Linked DNA regions of Mus musculus: all the other regions are linked to region 1. The links are chromatin contacts, called in public Hi-C maps. All regions are on one chromosome and are shown on one strand. Each heading gives the region's core, a stretch centred on a gene start, on an enhancer-like site or on the middle of the called end of the contact. The rest is flanking DNA. Distances are from core to core; before and after follow the strand shown.

Region 1 (3,422 bases), core at 84-2,583:
AAAATAAACTCTCTTCCAAATGTCATGCACCCTATTCGAACTGCTGGGATCTATCTGCTCATGAGAAAAGTGCTCATTTCAGAGCAGGTGCAAACATATTTAACGTAGTCTACCCATAGAAGGTAAAAACAAAAGCTCCAAACACTAGGTACATAATTAAAATCATTAGCATTTCTAACACTGGCAATCAAGTGCCATCCAGAATAGAAACCGTAGTTGTTAATCCGTAATCACTGATTAATCCTTCAAAAAAAAAATGTTTTTAATGGGGAAAGAAATCTGTTTATACATTTTCAAAGAGCCAGTCACTACACTACACAGCACCTAAGAAGAACTGGGACTGACGTGTGCTCTTCAAAGAACTGTGGCAGGCCAACAAACATAGCTGGCAGACTTGTAGGATTAGGAAATTAATGATGTGAGAAAATTACACAATTTGGATTGCTAGCCTCTAAGAACATTTCAAACCCTTAGTTCTTCAAGTGCCATCTCAGAATGAGCAAGTAGTGCGCACTCACTCGCACTCACTGCTGATGGCTAGGAGACAGTTTTAACAACTCTTACTGAAAACTACAATTTCTTCTCTAGTTTCTATGGAAACAGCTGTCAGATTGGCAAAAATAGGACATGCACTTTAAAATAATCATTCCAGCTAAGTACACATGATGGACAGCTTCTTAAAAAAAAAAAAAAAAAAAAAAAGTAAGTTATCAGGGTTGGCTCTTAAGCTTCCAAATGTCACACCGCACCCCTGCATCTTGGCTCGGGATGATGCCTATGAAGTTAAATCCTTTTAAGAGGGCTCCAAGACCTTGAGAGACGCTAGGAGGCGATGAACTCCTAAATTCCAAATGTGGGGTTTTCATCTGCTGGGACTAACATTTCTGGCGGAGGTTTGCCCCAGCACAGTTGCTCCCCGTCACACCGCGAGTGCTAAGTATTATAACAAGTGATCCTTGAATACAAGTTTTTGAGGAAACCAATGAGCTCCCTGGAACTGCTCCGACTGCGCTAATGCTGCGAGCTGGGGCAGGAGAGCATGTGTCGCTCTGCACAAGGACGAGCGGCGAGGCGGAGGGGAGACCCGCACAGGCCAGACCGGCAACGCCTGGAGGAAGCGCCGCTTAGGAGGAAGCCACCACCCGAGGCGGGAGGCAAACTTCCAGAAAGCTCCACCCACCGAGCCGTTCGCCTCGTCCGGCACGGCCTAGGCCCACCGCGGTCCCCGAATCCCCCGGGCCCCGCTCCCCTCTCCGCCCTCCCCGCCCCGCTCTGGAAGAACGCCGAGCCGTCACCGTGAGCGCGCACTGAAGCCACAGCCCGAGCGGAATCCAACAGCCGGCTCCGCGCAGGCGCACACCTTTCCCAAGCCCCGCCCCCTCACTTCCTGCCCTGGGGACCTCTCCGGCGCTTTTTGCTCCGCCCTTGTGAGAGCCAAGTCCGTTTCCCCAGTCCCAGTCCTGGCCGGCTGCGGCTGTACGGACTGTGGCGCCGTCTCGCCCCCGTGTGGTGGGAGGAGGATAGCCCAGATTTAAGCTACCTGCCAGGAACTCTACACCTCCTTGGTACTTGGCATGGCTGTGTTGGATCCATGCAAAACCGTGCCTGCTGTAGTTTCTACACCAGTTCTGCCAAAAGGAAAGCGATTCCAGGGGCTGCTGGAGAACTATGATGCCTTGACTTGAAGCTGCACTGATCATTCTGATCGTAGGTATAACATTAACTCCAGCATCCCGATTACTTACTAACAATCATCCCTCAGTCCTAGATAAAGGTGCATAAAAATAAGACTAAATATGAAAGACTGTTTCACCATGATCGCTCTAGGACACCAGACTTATAAGTGGTCAGCAGTATTCATGACAACAGCTCCTGGAGTGTCCTAAGACCAGATTTCATTGTGGGAATGTTTTACAAAGGAGTGTGAATACTGGCAGGCATGATTCTGTGGGAGCTGCAGCTACCCACCAGAGCCAAAAAAAAAAAAGATGCTTTGTGATTATATGAATTATTCTGGTTTTCTAATAGGCTACCTAAGACACACATTAAAGATAAAAATACTATTTATGTATTCAACTATTTATGTATTCAACAAATATTTATCTAATGTGTGACAGACACTTCATGGTGGTGATCAATATCATATGGTTACTGCAAGGAAGACATCATGAAGCAGGGATTGACAAAGGTGGACAGAGAGCATGACTACACTGAAGGTTTAGGCGTATTCAATCCATCACATCCGCTAGATGGGCTGTGGAAATATTTATAAGCAGTCATAGAGTGAACATGGTTCTACAACCCAATGGGAGCTGGGAACATAACTAGCAGAGTCACCAGTAAGGAAGAGATGAGTCAGACCTTGGGTACCATTGAGGAAAGGGGTAGATGGGTTAAGAGAAAATAGAAGTTGGGAGACAGAACCCTAGAGAACTTAAACATTTTAAAACTCAAACGAGGGCATGGTGGTTTATCTCTTCAGTTCTACCATTTAAGAGGCTGAAACCAGAAGATGACTTTGAATTCAAAACCAGGTTGGCAGATTCCATGGTCAATCCCAGGTCAGCATGGTCTACAGAGTAAGACTCTGTCTTAAAACCTAAAAAAACAAAAACAACAAAAAACAACAACAACAACACAACAAAAGTAAGAAGAGAATTAGATAGATAGAGAAAGCCAAAAGGAAGGGAAGGGGGTTGGGGTGAGTATTCAGTATGCTATAATTAATGGTAACTTACCAATACTTAACTTCATTTAAAGATAGTGATATTTTTCTGGGTATAGTGACACACCCTTCTAGTCCCAGCTCGTGGAAGACTGGGGCAGGAGAAGATCAATGATAACTGGCTGAGACATTTTATGAGCCATTTACATAGTGCCTGCCAGCCCCCTCATTTATATGTTAGACATGTAGACATGTTTTGTTTCTTACATGTAGTTCTTGGTCATGGATGAAAATGAGGTTCCAGTCTCTGACATTGGTCACTTCCTTTTTTTCAATATTTATTTCCTTACATAAGTGTTTTGTACGTGTGTAAGTCTGCACACCGGAAGAAGGCATCAACGATGAATTGCTATGTGGTTGCTTGGAATTGAACTCGGGACTTCTGGAAGAGCAGCTGTGCTCTTAACCACTGAGCCATCTATCAAGCCCTGACATTGGTCACTTTCATATGCTTATCTTTCTTAAAGGACTTCAGCTCTGTATTTTTGTTGGTGGTTTTGGTTTTTTATAATATAAGATTTCTGTTATTTGAGAATTTCATATATGCCTATAATGTATTTCTATTATATTCCAGGATGACCCCATATTCCCTTCACAATTTCGTGCCCTCTTTTTTTTTTTCAGTAACCCACTGAGTTTAATTAATGTGGCCCATACACACATGTGGGGTGGGAAACCCAATGAGTGATTGACCTAC
Region 2 (3,163 bases), core at 239-2,738, 64 kb after region 1:
TTTAAAGACATTTCTGAAGGAAATTTTTATTTGATACAAAACTCTGCCTTACTAATATGTATCTGAGTGATATTTTCACTTTTCCCATGTCAATGTGCCAGCATCCTTTGCCTCACAGCTCCTGGGTTCTCTTCTGAGCACTGGTTTGAGTTGCTGGTCCTGTATCTTATTTCTCACACTGCTTTCAAAGTCTTTCCATGATGTCTGGGTCTCAGCAGTTTGACTCTGTGCCCACTTATGGTCCTTCTCATATTGATTCTTCATGTACTTCTCTAAGCTTCCAGAATTTACTATTCATGTGTTTTGCCAAAATAAACAAACATACCAGCCTCATCGCATCAAATATTATTCTAATTCATTCTCCCTGGCCTTTCCTTCTGTTACTCAGACATGTGTATAGTTATTGTTCCACAGATTTCTGATTCACATACATGTGTGTATATGTATGTGTGTGTGTGCATGTGTGTGTATATACATATATAACTTCAGTATTCTATCTGTAAATTCCTAAACTTTTGCTTTTACATCTCTTTGTTTTAAATTCAGCCAGAGATATTTTTAAATTCTAAGTATTACTTATTTTTAGTCTTATAATTTTCACTTTTTAAAGAGTTGAGGGAAAGCATCAATGAAAGTGGAAGAGGGAAAGCAATGGAGAGTAATGGTAGAATGGTTCAAAATTCATGTTATACACATATAAAAATGTCAAAATGAAACCCATTATTTTATACACAAGAAAAAATTTAAAATCTCTGACTATCCGGATCCCCTTAGGGCTATCCTCACTTAACTTTTTTTTGACTGAAACTTCATTTTCCTGGTTCTCTATACATCAACTTGGATTTGCTGAATGTCATGACTGTTGTATTTAGGACATTCAGTTCCCTACCTTCAAAAAACATTGTCTTATCAGTTCCCCTTGATGCACTGAAAAGACAAAATACTCTTAAAAGAACAGCTTGTATTTTAGCTTAGTTATTTCCATCTTAGCTGGCTGACTATAGTCTTCCCCAAACGGTATGGATCTGAGTCAGCCAGAGACTTGGTCAGAAACCGTCCTGTTGGCTTTCTCTTCCTAGCCTTCCCCCATCACCTTCCAGCAGCTTTGGTTGCCCTGAACTCTGTCCTGCTTTTTCCTGGCCAGTGGCTTTACTATCAGGTGTATGCTCAAGGCCAGCTGCAGCCTGCCGTCCAGTGAAACCTCATATAAACGCCAACTTCACTCTCTTCAAATCACTGAGACCGAATTCAGTGGTTTATCTTTCTCACTATTTTCTTTCACTCTGCTAAATGAGAGGAGAGAGAGAGGGAAGTGTGTGTTTGTGTGTGTGTGTGTGTGTGTGTCTGTGTGTGTGTGTGTGTGTGTGTGTGTGTGTGTGTGTGTGTGTCTGTGTGTGTGTGTGTGTGTGTGTGTGTGTGTGTGCTATTTCTTATCTGAGGTAGGGCATTCCTGATAAGAGACTGCTTACTCATGGTGAATCAGAATTGCCAAAGGCATTTTCGGTTTGGTGTGTTTGCTCAGTTTCTTTTCTCTTTTACAAGTGCCTGTGTGCTGCCTGTCTCTGTTTCTCTCTCTCTCTCTCTCTCTCTCTCTCTCTCTCTCTCTCTCTGTGTGTGTGTGTGTGTGTGTCTGTTTCTCTGTGTGTGTGTCTTTCTCTCTCTCTCTCTGTCTCTCTCTGTGAGTGTGTGAGTGTGTGTTTTCTTGAGTGTACAGGTTCCATCATTATTTCTAGTTCATTATTCTATCCTTTCTAAAAATTCATAAGCAATGATGGATGTCGCTTTCTTCTTCTTTGTTTTCTTTCTTTGCATGGGTTAGGGGTTGAATGTATGGACTTGCACATGCTAGGCAGTGCTCTACCAGTGGTCTAGACCCCACCTCCCAAACACACACCCTCTTTTACTTTTTGTTTTGAGGCTAATAACATGAATAAAATGCTGCCCCAGGGTAGCTTCAAAATTGTGATCCTCCAACCTTAGTCTCTCAAGGAGCTGCAGTCATAGACCCAGTTGGGTGTCAGTCTCAGCAGTTCATAGACTACTGGGTTCATTGTCTCAGCTACGCTATTGGTTGTTAGTTTTACAGTCATAAACTTTAAAATTGTGTTAAAATAGTTATATCGTATAGATTTATGGTGGTTCTATTTGTAATAGTGGTTTCATCTAAACACAGACCCATTTATAGTATTGTTGCTATTGAGTATACTATTTATAGTATGTTGGACCTGGCGTGGTGGTACCTGCCTGTCATCCCAGCACAGGAGAGGCAAGAGGACTGCAACAGCAAAGCCAGCCTGGGTCACACAAGAAGACCCTTTCTCAAGCATGCAAGCAAGCAAATACTGAAACAGTAACCAAAACATTACATCATTTTCCTGCCATTTTAGCTCACCGGGAAATGAATTATAAAAAACATTATCTCTTAGAGACCTTGCATTCATATAACTTCATTTGAAGTTCCAGGACAGCCAGGGCTATACAGAGAAACCCTGTCTCGAAAAAAAAAAAAAAATGTATACTGTTAATTAGCATGTTATTTAGCACTCTACATGTCTTATAAAAAAAATCCTAACATTATGAGATTAGAGTGTAGGTTTTTACATCATCTTTTCAGGCTTTGATGTTAAGACTACACCTGATCATGTAAACAACTGAAAAGGGTTTTGTTGTTTGTTTGTTTAAGTTAATTGACACAGGCTCCTTTTGTGGTTGGTTGGTTAGTTGGTTTGTCTGTTTCCTACATGAAAGTTTGAAAGAACTCATCCATCAATCTATTTGGGCCTGGTTCTTTGAAATAGACTTAACTGGTGCATAATAACTACATTCAGTTACACATGTATATTTTAATGCACACATACAATGCATAATTATCAAATCAGGATAATTAGTATATCCATCACCTCAAACATTTACTTCTCTGTGTTGAGAAACATTCCAAATGCTCTCTGCTAGTTATTTTGAAATGTGTAACTATAGTCACCTCACTGTGGTCTAGAACAATAGAGCTTAATCTTTCCTTTTGTGCTGGGCAGGGAACCCAGGCCTGGCTCTTGTTAGGCAAGCCTGTATAGAGTTGCACCATAATTCTAATTAAAAAAAAAAAAAGACAGGTGCTCTCTTGTAGCCCAAACTAGGCTCAAGGTGCTAACACTCAACCCCCAAA
Region 3 (3,219 bases), core at 232-2,731, 110 kb after region 1:
ATGACAGCACAGAGTCTATCTGGAAACTCATCCCAGGGGGCACATGGCGTAAGTGTTGGCCAGAGCAGTCTGAGAACTGAGACTCGTTTCTGTGTGATTCTGTCCCTCCTTTTTCCCCTTCCTCCCTCTTTCTTTCTTATTTACAAAATCTTGGGATTACTAGAGAGGTAAGGACCAATATACTTTAGCACTTAGTTTTAGAAAAGATGCATCTTACAAAAATACTCTTTAAAAAATACAGCCAGAAGAGAAATATACCTGAGAAGCAGAGTAGAACTGGACCTAGTGTCAGGGTGTGGGTGAGCTGGCTCCACCCCTCGATGGCTGCAGTGCTTGGGAAATCTGAGCATCATGGTAGAGTTGGCCCTGGTGGCATGTGTGTAGAGAACTGAGAACTAGTCCACCCCTGGCTGGAGTGGTATGGTAGAGCTGGCCCCACCCCTTGCTACTACAGCACTCAGGAGGATGGTAGAGCTAGCCCTGGTGGCTCCTGCTCAGGAGAGCTGGCAGGCTGACCAACTCAGCTACCATCCAGGCACAGATCCAGGGCTTTGAGTTGGCCCACCCCAGCATCTACCCCATCTGTGAACTGCTGGAGCTTATGAAGGAGCCACTCCTGCAGGTCCAAAGCCAAAGGATCTCCATTACACAGGGCAATAATAGGATATCTGAGAGGAGCCCTGTAATTATCCAGTATTGATGATGCACTGGAAGCCTGGGCCTTGAACCAGACCAGTGACTCATTACAGTGAACATTTGCAAGTAAAGCTATTTGGGCAAAGAGTATATATATTGTGGGACAGGCCATGACACGCTATGACACACTATGACACACCATACTGCCACATGCCACAGCTTCCATGGCAAGATGTTTTCTTTTTTAATTTTTAATTTTCTTTTGGGAGGGAGGTTGCAAGGATGGAGGGAGGGAAAGATGAGTGGGATTGGAGTGCATGATGTGAAAAATCACAAGGAATCAATAAAAAGTTCAAAACCAAAACCAAAACATAGCCAGGCTTGGTTTGCATCTATAATCTCAGAAGTTGTGAGGCTGAGGCAAGAGGATGGGCCTGACTTTGGGGGCAGCCTGGCTAGCAGTGTGAGACTGTTCCAAAACCAAGCAACCAACCAACCAACAAACGCCCTCAGAGGCCCCCATTGTGGGAGCAGGAGGCCCAGGAGGCCCAGCTCATCCTTGGCTACACAGTGAATTTGAGATGAGCCTGTACTATATGAGACCCTGTCTCAAAACACCAAAAGTCTGTGCAGTGTTCAGAAATTGTCTTCCTGTTAATAATAATAAAAAAAAAAACTTAATAACATGGGTAAAAACAGAGTGGGTATCATTTGACTAGTGTCTTTCCAAAATGTCAGGATAGGTGTGTTCATGCTGTGAACTGCTGCCCCCAATAGGGAGTGCTGCAGCACAAAGCCAGCACGGAGAGTGGCAAGGCTTGCTAGCTTCCTGGCGGCACTGCGGGGTGTTCTTTGTTACCTATGCAGGAAAGCCCCTGCTGTGGCTCTCACTAGGCCATTGCAGTAGGTCGCCCAGTGCATTGACTGATGGCTTCTCTAGGTTGCACTGAGTGGCCTGCCTCAGTTCAAGGGAAAGTTGCTGTCCAGGTCTAAGTAATTACTAAGCATTACTTTCATGGCTTAGGATTAAAGCCTTCTAGTCTCCTTACTTAGTCTGTTAAGACTTACTGATCGTTTTTTAAGATTTGTTTATTTTATATATGTGAGTACACTATGAGACACATCAGAAGAGGGCATTGGATCCCTGTTGCAGCTGGTTGTGAGCCACCATGTGGTTGCTGGGAATTGAACTCAGGACCTCTGGAAGAGCAGTCAGTGCTCTTAACCCCTGAGCCATCTCTCTAGTCCAACTTACTGAGGTTTTTGTTTTGTTTTGTTTTTCCTAGGATCACTCTGTGAACCACACAGGTTGATTTTTTTGAGATCCTATAGTATTTCTTCCACATACATACATACATACATACATACATACATACATACATACATCTCTTATTTTTAGGCTTTGGTGTTCTGGTAAAACAAGTGTGTTGGATCAGGAATTCTTTACCTACATATGGATGGGTCTTTCTCAGTTTGCGTATTCTTTAACTGTCTTTGTCTTTGAGGGTGTTCCTTTTAAAATAGGAGCAGTGACTCAGTAGGTAAGGTGGGGTGTGATTTGTATCACATACAGGGTTAGAGCCCTGAGAGCAGAGAGGAAAGTAGTGAAACTGTCTGGGAGCTAGTTTCCTGTCTGAGGCAGGAGCAGGGTGCAGAGGGAGAAAGGGGGCAGCTGGTTATACAGTATGGAGTGGAATACGACGGGTAGTCTATGGCCACTGCCCTTGGCCTAACTTTCCTCATAGGGAGAGAACTGTGGAGATCATTTGTCCTGCTAGTACCCTTCTGCCTTGGCAAGTTTCCTGGCAGTTTACTGCTGGGTAAGGACTCAAGCTTTCTCCTCCATAGTTTTCAAAGTGACACGATATTATTCTTGTTCTTCTTCCTTAAATATATAGTGTGTATTTATATATTTCACTTATTCAGTGACTGTTTCAAAATGTATATAATGTATGTTGATCATATCTATTGCCCACTCTCCCTCACTCCCTATGAAAATTCCTAACATGCTCTCTTCCACCATCATGTTCTCTCCTTCCCCTCTCTGTCTGTTTCTGTGACTCTGTCTCTCTGTCGCTGTCTGTCTCTGTGTCTCTGTCTCTCTGTCTCTCTCAGGTAGTGTTATCTGCTGGAATAGCGACTACTCTTGCTGGCGTGCCTTTGTGCAGGGGATCACATTGCAGAGGGCTCATGAGTGCCATCTTCATAGACACTCCCTTTTCGGCCAGTTTAAATAACTCAGGCAACTAAAGAACAAAGGTTTTTTTTCAAATATTTTTATTTAACCAAAAAACCTTATTCAAAAAAACAAAACAAAAATTTCTCATCCAAACCACATGTGCCTGGTTTCCAGAAGTGGTTACTTTGTTTGCACTTTGCTTTTTGAGTGTGTGATAGTCCTGGCATTGGAAGTCTGAATGGCCTGTGGTCGTGCACTGGGCCAGCAGCGCTTGTAGAACTGGAAACTTCCTTCAAAGCAGAATGACACTTAAGGAAGCATCTTGTGTAATCTGTAATACCAGCTGCCACTGAGCGGACTGAAGCCTACAGACGTGTGTGCACAGCTCCTAGTCAGTTCTGTAC

The links. A called contact is a pair of places that touch in the nucleus more often than the background predicts.
Region 2: a contact with region 1 is called in a Hi-C map of liver, with 4 times the contacts expected there. The contact joins the enhancer-like site here to the promoter of Oma1 in region 1. A contact is called at or near these places in 1 of 39 promoter capture datasets (epiblast stem cells), 2 of 484 Hi-C or Micro-C datasets (liver and nephron progenitors), 2 of 115 datasets of contacts at active chromatin or transcription factors (double positive thymocytes and intestinal villus epithelium) and 2 of 9 other capture datasets (adipose tissue and liver).
Region 3: a Hi-C map of pancreatic cancer cells shows a contact between it and region 1, with 2.4 times the contacts expected there. The contact joins the enhancer-like site here to the promoter of Oma1 in region 1. A contact is called at or near these places in 5 of 39 promoter capture datasets (the 3T3-L1 cell line, 3T3-L1-derived adipocytes, the C10 cell line and 1 more), 4 of 484 Hi-C or Micro-C datasets (B cells, Th2 cells, nephron progenitors and 1 more), 2 of 115 datasets of contacts at active chromatin or transcription factors (bone marrow-derived macrophages and regulatory T cells) and 3 of 9 other capture datasets (adipose tissue, liver and pancreatic islet).

The regions. Positions count from the first base shown.
Region 1 is chr4:103,311,757-103,315,178 of GRCm38.p6, reverse strand. Oma1 (OMA1 zinc metallopeptidase) reads right to left here and starts at 1,333. Exons shown (of 9, transcript NM_025909.3): 1 at 1,296-1,333. Gm36523 (a long non-coding RNA gene) reads left to right here and starts at 1,457. Exons shown (of 6, transcript XR_867961.2): 1 at 1,457-1,707; 2 at 3,021-3,422. It overlaps 4930456L15Rik (RIKEN cDNA 4930456L15 gene), which reads right to left. Exons shown (of 4, transcript NR_045887.1): 4 at 3,347-3,422.
Region 2 is chr4:103,247,921-103,251,083 of GRCm38.p6, reverse strand. The region is part of intron 5 of 4921539E11Rik (RIKEN cDNA 4921539E11 gene); the gene reads left to right. Among named protein-coding and RNA genes, the nearest start is that of Slc35d1, 34 kb to the right of the region's middle. Within about 2 kb of position 1,488, at least 30 of the 459 cell types and tissues checked have an H3K27ac peak or open chromatin away from gene starts, as enhancers often do. A contact at or near this core is called in intestinal villus epithelium and liver, where this site is marked.
Region 3 is chr4:103,197,528-103,200,746 of GRCm38.p6, reverse strand. All of the region lies in intron 8 of Slc35d1 (solute carrier family 35 (UDP-glucuronic acid/UDP-N-acetylgalactosamine dual transporter), member D1), which reads left to right. Among named protein-coding and RNA genes, the nearest start is that of Gm46864, 16 kb to the left of the region's middle. Within about 2 kb of position 1,481, at least 20 of the 459 cell types and tissues checked have an H3K27ac peak or open chromatin away from gene starts, as enhancers often do. A contact at or near this core is called in pancreatic cancer cells and regulatory T cells, where this site is marked.